4 separate regions of the Zea mays genome follow, and regions 1, 3 and 4 are each linked to region 2. The links are chromatin contacts, called in public Hi-C maps. All regions are on one chromosome and are shown on one strand. The core of a region is the stretch at or near the end of the contact, and the rest is flanking DNA. Distances in the headings are between cores, read along the strand shown.

Region 1 (2,700 bases), core at 151-2,650, 720 kb after region 2:
TTATATATTTACACTCAAAGCTAACAGTTAAGCCGCTAGGCTTTACAATTCACAATAAAAACCTTGGGAATGGGGAATTGGGTATCAACATCCCCTTGACCGCCACAAGATGAGACATCGGGCGTGTGGCCGGCTGACCGCTGGAAGGTCCGACGCAGCCGCATAGGGATGGCTGGCTGGGCACGGTGACAACACATTTTGACGGCGCGCTAGGGCCCAGGAAGGCGGCGACTGTCGCTAAGGCCAGGGGCGACGATGGGCGCTAGGGTCCAGGGAGCGAGCTGTGGGGTGGCGTTGACTGTCTCCTGCTTGTTTGTGGCTCCATGCTCATGGAGGATTGGAGATTGAAGATGAAGCAACGAGTCTAATGCCCATGAAGTCTAGACTCTAGAACGGACGATTAGGGAGGGGTCTGGGTGGGCCTGCCTTAGGGTGTGTCGTGGTCCACCTGGACCCCCTTGGGTCCGCCCCTGACTATGGCCCATTTGTTTCGCCTTTAGCATTGTATTTTTTTCTAAAGTTAAGCTATTGAAGAAATAAACATGGCAACTAAAAATTAGTTGTGTTAAAGTTTAGCACCTTTTAGCACTTTAGATCCACTAAATATGTTAAACTGTGTTAAAAGTGGTCCTAACACCATTTCCCTCTCCTCCACCCATACACACCTTTCTCTCTCCAAGCACGGGCCACTAGCTTTTGCATAGCTAGTATCGTCACTCGTTTATTGCACACCGCATTATTAGAAGTAATATACTAAAGTTTAGTACTTGTATCCAAACAGTTCTCAAATGCTAAAGTTTAGTCCTATAGCCCTGCTTGGTTGGATTTTTTAGCTTCTGGCCACCAAAAGCTGTTGCAGACTGTCAAACGCTTTATCTTTTCAGCCTGCTTCTATAAAAATCGTTTTAATAAAAACTGTCCAAAATCAACATGAACACAAAATCGGTCAAGTCGTCACGATAGTAGAAATTCATCGCTTTCTAGATCCCGTAGCCTTTGTACCACTTCATCTTCCTCCGCATGTAGTCCACACTATACTGAGATTCTTTCCACAGCCAGATTTTCTCCATAGCCAGATTTTTTAGAAAAGTTGGTCAGAAAAAATCTGAACACAAACAGACTCATTGTGGGAACTTAGAGTAGTCACCGTTGAAGCCTAACTATTGCTAAAGTATTTAGGCGAGCCTAATTTACTATTCGTAAATACCTACAATTGCTTTGCTTTTAACTCTGAACGTGGAGAGTATGGAATAGGAGCAAAAAAGTGTAGATGGACATTGTGCTGCTCACCAATGGCTCTCTGAGGCCCTTAGAAATGTGGCCTGTAATAACACTGGTTGGGCACTCTTGGGCGCCGTTGAGTCTTGGGTTTAGATGGTCTGGCCCACTTACACGAAAGCACAGGCCAAATAGAAGGCTAACAAGGCGTGTCCACCTGTCCACCCGAGCCAGCCACCACCACGCCCTGCTGCCCTGCGTCCGACTTTTTTTTTAATTTTGTCTCATTATCGGAAAAAAAATTCACGTTTAAATCTTAAAAAAATTTAATGTCATTTTTGAACCCTCTCCTCGGCGCCATAGCCTATGGCACCGAGGTAACACATCTCGACGCCATAGCCTATGGCGCCAAGGTACATACTGCGCTGGCACAACCCAGACGACGTGGCGCTGACGTGGCACCAAGCTCGGCGTCAAGATCTATGACACTGAGCTTGAAAGTGTAATCACAAAGCTCGTCTAGCTTAGTCGGTAGAGCGCAAGGCTCTTAACCTTGAGGTTGAGGGTTTGAGCTCCATTGTGTGCGTTCAATACTTTTTGTCTTTGTCGCTGATTTGTTTTTTTCTTGTCAATTTTTTTTCGTTTATGCCGCTCCTTATATCTGCTCCTTTGATTACATTAATTTTTTTTTATTTTCTTGTAAAATCAGCTGAACACAATAGGAACCATCGCGAAATCCATGCGCGAATGAAAGCTGCAAGAAACAGCTCCCTTTATATATAGCTAGGGTTTGATCCGGTCAAATATTCATGTAGGAAAAACAAACTCCTCTCACACGAAACCAAAGTTGTCTACAGTGTCAATTAGGCGATTCCGTCATCTCGCTAATTACAAGTGATTTTAAACATTAAATAATATACTAAAAACTAAAGTACATCATATAAAATGTTAAAAATATTTATATCATAAACAAATGACTATGATAATCTTACATTAATGTACAATGATAAAATTTAATTAATATTAAAAAGTCTAATTTCGAATATATTAGATTATTGGAGTTTTAGAGTCCAAAATCAGTCAAAAAACAAAAAAAAATCTAGATGAGAAATAAATCTGGACGGACAAATCACCGACATAAATGAAAAATATGGACAACAAAAAAATGAAGTTACTGCTACTGGCACAAAATATTCTGATATAGCAGATACATCGCTGTATAGCATTGATAGCAAGAAGAAGCTCTTACTAAAAACAAAAATAAAAAGCTATGGCTCACGAAGTGATGCACACCTGCAATCTCACAATGCCATTGAAAAAGGATCTCATTTCCCGACGGCCAGAAACATCAACACTGCAAATGATTAAAGGACCAATTCACACCAATATACAATTGTGTGAGCATACGTGTCAAAAACATTCCAGCGTCAGCTAGGCATTTGACTCTGGTATTCGAGGGAAACAATCTATGGAATTCATCAC
Region 2 (2,700 bases), core at 57-2,556:
GCTGCTGCCGCCGGCCCGTCCACCAGCCACTTGAGATCTCCAAGATCAAGAACCACGGCACCGTGGTCCACGAGGAGCCTCTGGATCACCGGGCCCAGGTCCCCGATCCTCGCCGCCAAGGCGGCTTTGTCACCGGCGAGCTTGGCGAGGTCGCTCTCGAGCGGCAAGACCTTCGCACCGGCGAGGGAAGGAGAGCCAGCCATCGGGATCCTGCGTACCGCCTCCTTCAGCACCGCGTCTGGCCCGGCGTCGCCCACGAGCACCGGGTTGCGGCGCGCCGGCTTGAGCATGACGTCGAGCACCTTGCGCGCGTCGTCCCCGCCACCGCCTGCGGCGGCTGCGAGGCGAGGGTTCATGTAGGCGTTGGCTGAGCCGAGTCGTGAGAGCGGAGAAGGGGACGGGGCCAAGGTCGTAGTCGCGGCGACGGTCGGGGTGGAGACGGCGGAGGGCGGCGGAGAAGGCGACGCGAGCGACTGCTCGATGGTGGTCTTGACGGCTGAAGAGGAGAAGGAGGCCTCGCGCATGACGCGGCTGACTGACGGGTCATCGAGGATGGAGAGGACGAGCTGCTCGAGCTCGACTTTAACGGCGAGCAGCGGCTGCTGCGCGGCCTCGGGGCATCCCCGGCGCTGCTGCGCCTGCGCGCGTTTGAGCGCCGCGACGAGCGCGTTCGATACCGGCGGCCCCGACGCATGCGACGCCGCCGCCGCCGCCGCCGAGGCCGCGGCCGGCAGCCTGTCGAGGGCGACGGAGAAGCAGAGCTCGAGTGCGCGGCACTGCAGCGGGTGCGCACCGCCGGCGCTACCAGCGGCGCCAGGCCCGGCACCGGCGGCGGCCGCGCGAGCGCACGCCTGGCGCAGCAGACCGGCCGGCGCGGCGAGCAGCGCGGCGGCGACGTGGAGCGGCGTGGTCTGGCCATGCCTCCTCCGCGCAGCCTCGTCGATGGCACGCGCCAGCGCCGCCGCCGCCTCCGGCGTGAGCGTCTGCTGGATGGTGCTGAGATCCGCTCTCATCGCCGCCACCCGCCGCTCATCAATCGATCGCAAGAACCGAAAAGACCCCCTTTTGGCTCGGTGACCAAGAAGTTATTGTTGCCCGGCACCGACCTGGAAGTCGGAAGACGTCGGGGCTTAGGAAAAGGAGAGGCTTGGAGGGGAGCGGAGGTGTGGTGGTATCGACTATCGAGAGAGAAATGGCAGGAAGGGAGGAGTCAGGTGAGGGCAGAAAGAGAAGGCGAGAACTGAAGTAGTAGTAGCAGAGGAGCAGAGGGAAGTAGCAAGCGAATAGAATCTTCGTCTCCTACGACATCTCCCAACGTCGTATTTCATCACTTTCTTGTTTACCCACGCGGTCCAGGGGAAGGAGGTGAACAGATTTTTTCCCCTCGTTTCTTTTTCCTTTTTTATTATTATATAAGTAATTATACATATGTTGTATACTGTATAATTTTATGTTCCCTACTGTAAGGCCTCCTATTTATTTCATCAACGAAATTAAAATTTTCAAAATTATTCACAACGATAAACACAAGACGACCTAACAAATGGAAGGAACACAAGGTTATACGTGGGACATAGTTGCCAGTTACCTTGCAAAAAAGAAAAAGTCTAATTAGATTTTTTTTCATAAACTATTCCACTAAAACTTCTAACTTATAATCCAAAGACTTTTATCATATATATATATATATTTTGCAAAACTCACATAACCAATTCAACTCACACTCATAATAATTTACACTTAGACTTAACGCATCATTAAAACCAATGATTTGGATTGCTAGATAACTCCTCTCTTACTCAAATCCAATAAACAATATTATTTAGATCATCTATCATCTCTTCCCCTCTCTTCCCCTCTATCACAGTGATCTTGCCGCCCCTAACCTCCTCCTCCCCCGCGTCCTCGTCGCCCCCTCACTCGCGCCACCACCGCTATCAACCCCTCCCCTCATGTCGTCGCCACCGCCGTTGATCCCCTTCCCCAGAATCATAGTGTTAGCACAGACTATATGCTAGTATAATTTTAATAGAACTCATAGTAGTACATGTTAGAAGACTTATCTCATGGACTATATAAAAGATGATTCAATACAAGAAAACTCATCTAACTGCACTATAATTCTACTATGATTCATATTATTTTAACTAACTAGAAAACTTGCCTTCTGGACTGTATAAAGGAGGGCATAACTTCATAGATCGACAACCAATACACAACATATTACTACATATTACAATCCAACACAAGAAAACCCACATAATAACTAGACGTCAGGTATTACGCTAGCCAACTATATGAACCCATATAAATCATCGCCTTTGCTTTCACCGTTGAATTAGCTTATGTGAAAGCCCTCCAAACCCTATTTCGGATGACCTTACTTGTCGGTCATCACACACTGACAATCATGTAACACCCAAAATCTTATCTTAGAGACTTGTTAATTTTTCTCCATAATCTTGGTTTAAAAAATATCTTTTAATAAGGATCTTGTTACCTTTGTGTTTACCTATCCCAAAATAAATATACTTGGTAATAAAAGATTAAGCAAAAGAGACTTATATAAACTAAATTAACTCTAGTTGAAGTGTATAGGTATATCCTTAAAAGAATCATGTTAAACTACTTCCTAAAAACACATAGTTTTACATTGGAATTATACTTTCTTTAAAATAGAATAATATGCGTGCATAGCCT
Region 3 (2,700 bases), core at 125-2,624, 590 kb after region 2:
GATTTCGAGTGCCTAGGTTCTTCTAAAATAAACAAATTTAACTTATGTGAACAACATCCTTCTAAAATAAGGTTGCCAAGAAGAAGAATCGGTCGCCATGAAAATGAATACTGTCATCTTGCCAACCACAATCTGATTATGAAAATGGATACTCTCATCTAGCCAAGTAATCGGTCAGCTTTGTGTGACTGAAAATCGGTGCCGAGGCATCTGAGAACCGGAGAATAGGGGTGAAAATATGACAGATACAGCTGGATACAAGATCATCTTGTATCCTACTCTAATAATATAGTTATCTCGGATATAGAATCGGATACGGGTAACTAAAATTTGGGACGGATAGAGGACAAAATCGGGTAATAATTCGGACAGATAAGAAACAAATATCGGATATTCCTCGGGTAGATAACGGATATTTTTCGGATAGTTCGTCCTAATAATATTAATTGTCTAACCGTTCAACAAACCAATAAAATAATAAATATATAATCATATATATATATATATATATATATATATATATATATATATATATATATATATATATATATATATATATATATATATCAAACATAAAAAATTATATCGATAAAGTTGACATCATACCACTCAAAGTTACATTATAAAACAATACATTTAAAAAAAATCAGCGACGTATACCCTCTTTAAAGCATAAGCCACAATAAATAGTAGATAGTTGATATTAATTAACAGGTTAAAGTGTTCTTTGCTCCTAGTATTGATAGAGACATGATTCTTTTTTTTATCTCCATCTAAATGAGCTGACATTTTAAACCTTTGACTAGCGTACGTCCACAAGTATTCCAAAGCAGTCCCTTCCACATAAATTATAGCGAGCGTACAAATTAACAGCCACATAATTTATAACTAATTCGTAACAGCACGGGAATTTTTATATTCCATTCACCTTTAATGGAAACATTTATTAATCACAAAGTCATGCACGCATTGGCGCATCGCCCACACCCGAGTTCTTGTTCTCACCGTATGTTTGAAGATAGAGGTCAGCTTACGAAGTCACCCAGGTACCCGACCATACGGTACCCATATTCAACCCGAGGTTTGCAAGTATTTACCGGATAATAATGATTCTTTATCCTATTCATATCTAGATGTATATTATTCGGGTAGTAATCTGTCTCGATAACAAAAATATCTATGTCTGTGTCAAAAAATTCAGGTTATTTTGTTACCCATATTTAATATACCTGTCCCGTTTCAATCCCTACAGGACGCGGTGCCGATATTTTTTTCTTCTGAAACAGGCAGGCGGGCAGCCAGGAAACGAGGGAGGATGGTGGGCCATTGGCGGGCCTAACACAATTTATGCACCGGAGGCCGGGGCCGCGGGAGTCGTATGCATCTGAGAAAGTGGATGATGGGCTTGAAATGAAATGGAATAAAGACAATTGGACGGATGCATTGATGTAGGTGCATATTTTTGCGGTTGGAAACAGACGAGGAGCAGATTTGGAAAACCGCGGCAGAGAATCAAAGCAGTTTCAGTTCCAGTCTCGTGTTTCCTCATCTTGTTCGTCGTCAAGCCTACTGCTGTGCTGCCTCATCCACTACTGTTATGTTTGATTTGTTGAGTCACTCTATAATTTATAAGGTGATGCATCATAAGTTCATTACATTAATGTTAGTGGAATCAACCCACTCCTCATGTATATATTAATTATTAGCTCACGAGGAATGAAATGGTGATGGATCAACTCATTATATTACACAAACCAAATAAAAAAGTGAGGAATAAGAAGAAGATGGATCACTTCATTTGTCAAACCAAACACACTATAAACTCCAACGTGTACTCCATCCGTTTCTCTCGGCAATAAGAATTATGAACGGGTACAATAATTCACAAGTAGTAGCTTTTCCCCTTCCTGGTTATACATGTACATTTGGAACAAAAGCACGAAATTAGAGGCACGATCCAAGCTTCACAGTCCAAATTAATTATGACTACGAGATAGCACGACACAATGTGTGGACTTTGCCTGAGATCTTAACTTTAGCATACCGGTTGGTCTGTCATAATCTATTTAACTATGATCCATCGAAGACTAGTGAATATTAAACATTTTTTAGTTGATTGCACACCTTTTTTTCTTCCGATTAAAGGTTTCTAACCAAGCAGCCACAAAACAACTCGATTTTATTTTAATCATGTTCTGTAATTATGTTTATGTTTTATTTGATGTGATTTGTTTTATTAAATGAATGAATGGCTCTGTATTACTGTTCTGTTTATATGGGTTGGTCTGACACACTTAAGTATTTGTGGGCTGTGTCGTCGACCGACGGCTCAGCTCACGGGCTGGTACAACACACCTCATAATTAGGGTTTTGCTTTATTGGGTCGTGCCATATTGAGCTAGCCCAGATATACATGTCAATTTTTATTTTAAAATAAAATGAAAAGGAAATGTACAAATGATACATATGTGTGTGTATGTGTGGGTGGCGCAGTGCTGTTTGTCACTATATGTGAAGCTTCGTCCGGTCGGTAATTGCTAAAGAGTGCATGTGTGTGTGTGTCGAGTAATATTTGGCAATAAATTTATAGGATGGATTGTGAGACCCAAAATTGAAGATAAGTGCACAAGAGACTCAAAGATTTATACATGTTCGAACATTTAATGCGAGATAATACCCTATGCCATATGTGTTGCGGTG
Region 4 (2,700 bases), core at 58-2,557, 960 kb after region 2:
TAGGACATTTTATTATTTAGCTAACGCAACTAGAACGGAGTAAAACGGTGTTAAATCGCAAAAGTTATGAATTATCTATGTTTTAGAGTTGTTTTTATACCTAAAAATCATTTATTTTATATTTTCTCGAAAATCTGGGTGGTAGCTTTTAATACCCAAGAATTTTGGGTCTTCTGTGCAAATGTTAGGACTTATTTGTAATGTTCTTTATATTGCACCGGATCGTGAGTTCAAATAGAGAAAACAGAGGGTCTCTTTTGTAAATCTGCTCGGCTGAAGGGGTATTGGCAATCATGAGTCGTCAGATCTGTATCAGACCGCCTAGATTAAATCATCCATTATGTGAACCGGTATGCACCCACTGCCACAGGATTCCTGATCTACGGTCAAGAACGCGCCACGCCATGATAAACTCTGAGCCCTCGGATCCGATCCCAACGACCCTGGTTTAATCAGGCCAAAGGGGTATGTTTGAGATAATGTACGTCGTCCATGGATTGATTGACGACCAGGATTTAAACATCGAAGCGGTACCTTTACTTCGAATCTCAGTCGTCCATTATGATCACAACGATCAAGATTTAATGAAAACATGATCTGATCCAGGTCGTTAGTCTCGGATCCAATGGCCACAGGTTCATCTTCTACCCCTCGCCATTGCCCGACGGCAATGGTGTTAACAGAGGCGATCTTACACTGACAGGAGTGAACTAGACACCCAGCACTCTAATCCTACTTCGATAAGATGCTAAGCGAAAAAGAAACAAAGCAGAACAATGGGAGGTCTCACCATTGGCAGAGGCGAGGACAGGGCTGGTCGTCGGCATAGTGAAGCTTCCCACGAGATGTAAGCTCCGGTGATCAATCCATCGAACCCTGACTACCTCCTTTGCACGATTAGCCCACTGCTCACTTCGGCATGCACTGCAGCACCCCCTGGGTGAGTTCCAGGGCCGGGTAGTGGCGCGTCGTCGTACCTCCCGTGGCTTGCCAGAGCCCCAGCGCACAGACGAACTCCCCGCCAACCACCAGGACCCGAACGCAATGGCACTCGATCCTCACTGTTCGTCGGCGTGGTGACTTGGGATCATGTTTGGTGCTCGGTATCTTCATCTCCATGTCTCGAGGCACGGCAGCCACATATATATGCATGAGGTCACGAGGAGATCAACCAAGGAGAGGAGCTCGTGGGGTTTGTTATGGGCACCGCGTGAGTTTGTTACAGGAAGAGGACTCTGGGATGTGGGCCCAGCCGGTCATTGAAGTGAGCTGCGTCGGGTAGTATCTTGTGGGCGAGAGACTGTCCGATGGAGCCCACACATCGGCGCCAAATGGCTGGTGGGCCGACGCACGCGAGGCAACCTGGGCCAAAAGGTAGAATTGACCCGCGAGGTAGTGTCCTTTCTTCTTTTTTTTTCTTTTGTTTAAATTCATGTTTTCTTTTATATATTTTTTTCTAGTTTCAAACTAAATTCATATAAAATTTAAATTATAAACTCAATTATAATGCACAATAAAAAGGATATTAGCATGAGACTCAATTCATATCTATTTTAGATGTTTTATTATTTTCTTTATTTAAGTAGAGGCTTCAAATTAGTGATGCACACACATAAAAATTCTTGTAAATAAATAAAATTACTCTTTGAATGTATAACCTAATTAAAATATAATTCAATTAATCAATCATTTGTTACCTATTTATTTTAAGAAGATAATCCCCAATGTATAATCTTTATTAAATGGTATTTTAACTTAAGTTTCTTGTTCAACAATATCTCCAAGTTTATTATTAAAAAGGGATATCCTAATAAATCATTTAAGAGGGTCTATCTATTTAAAATCTTATAGAAGGATTTTCCAAATACCAAAAATAGGATATTATGGTGTTACAATGGTTGACCCGACGAAGTGCATGTGGCTCAGTTTCGATGGCCGATCTTCAGCGTCGGCTTTATCCTCTTCAAAATCGAATTCTGCACTGTCATCAGAATCAATAGACATGCTAGCCATGATTTCTTCAGTAACTTTCTGATTGATGGCAATGTCCGATCTTCCGTGAGGTATGATAACTTGATTGGGTGGAGATCTCGACATTGATGATCCAAGCCTTCGAGCAAACGGATCCTCGCAATCTCTACACCACTGCTCCGTTGGTTATCACCCATGACACATGAGTGACCTCGCCACGAAGGCTTATCCCTGTAAGTGCAATCAAGAACACAAGCAAGAACAAGAAGTATGCAATCAAAACTGCATTGATCAGAGGTGGGGTCTCACAAATCGATGAACGTCGATACTATTCGATGACAAATATGATCTAAGCAAAACCCTACTTGAATTGGAGTCGTCCTCGACTCAGGCGGTGGCCAAGGGGGTGGCTGAGCAACCCTAGGATGTACAAAGCCTTTAGGCCCAAAAACAGGCATCGCTGATTTCTGACAGATTCTGGATATCATTTTGTTACGATAATGCTGATCAGCTCCGAGAGTATTTTGACGTGGGATCAATTGATATGGAAACCTTATATCCTTAGGTTTCCAATGATGTCTAGAATGTCTAAAACGAGGTCTGTATGTGGCCTGAGCGTCTGTTCTTGTGAGGACCACTCCTGCAGTCCGAACTGGATTCACGAATAAACTGGACTTCAACTCCCCTTGAGTTTGGAACTCTATCATTTATTGGGCTTTTATTATATAG

The links. A called contact is a pair of places that touch in the nucleus more often than the background predicts.
Region 1: a contact with region 2 is called in a Hi-C map of tassel, with 1.7 times the contacts expected there. The contact joins the enhancer-like site here to the promoter of LOC103641087 in region 2. A contact is called at or near these places in 6 of 25 Hi-C or Micro-C datasets (bundle sheath, ear, endosperm and 2 more).
Region 3: a contact with region 2 is called in a Hi-C map of leaf, with 7 times the contacts expected there. The contact joins the enhancer-like site here to the promoter of LOC103641087 in region 2. A contact is called at or near these places in 4 of 25 Hi-C or Micro-C datasets (ear, leaf and tassel).
Region 4: a Hi-C map of bundle sheath shows a contact between it and region 2, with 2.2 times the contacts expected there. The contact joins the enhancer-like site here to the promoter of LOC103641087 in region 2. A contact is called at or near these places in 2 of 25 Hi-C or Micro-C datasets (bundle sheath and endosperm).

Annotation. Positions count from the first base shown.
Region 1 is chr10:53,702,656-53,705,355 of Zm-B73-REFERENCE-NAM-5.0, reverse strand. No RefSeq gene overlaps it. Among protein-coding and RNA genes, the nearest start is that of LOC103641085, 6.3 kb to the right of the region's middle. Within about 2 kb of position 1,400, at least 11 of the 20 cell types and tissues checked have an H3K27ac peak or open chromatin away from gene starts, as enhancers often do. A contact at or near this core is called in ear, endosperm, leaf and 1 more, where this site is marked.
Region 2 is chr10:54,419,181-54,421,880 of Zm-B73-REFERENCE-NAM-5.0, reverse strand. LOC103641087 (Protein SUPPRESSOR OF MAX2 1) reads right to left here and starts at 1,306. Exons shown (of 3, transcript XM_008664471.3): 1 at 1-1,306. The coding sequence starts at 1,013.
Region 3 is chr10:53,833,880-53,836,579 of Zm-B73-REFERENCE-NAM-5.0, reverse strand. No RefSeq gene overlaps it. Among protein-coding and RNA genes, the nearest start is that of LOC103641085, 140 kb to the right of the region's middle. Within about 2 kb of position 1,374, at least 14 of the 20 cell types and tissues checked have an H3K27ac peak or open chromatin away from gene starts, as enhancers often do. A contact at or near this core is called in ear, leaf and tassel, where this site is marked.
Region 4 is chr10:53,461,313-53,464,012 of Zm-B73-REFERENCE-NAM-5.0, reverse strand. No RefSeq gene overlaps it. Among protein-coding and RNA genes, the nearest start is that of LOC542482, 75 kb to the right of the region's middle. Within about 2 kb of position 1,307, at least 17 of the 20 cell types and tissues checked have an H3K27ac peak or open chromatin away from gene starts, as enhancers often do. A contact at or near this core is called in bundle sheath and endosperm, where this site is marked.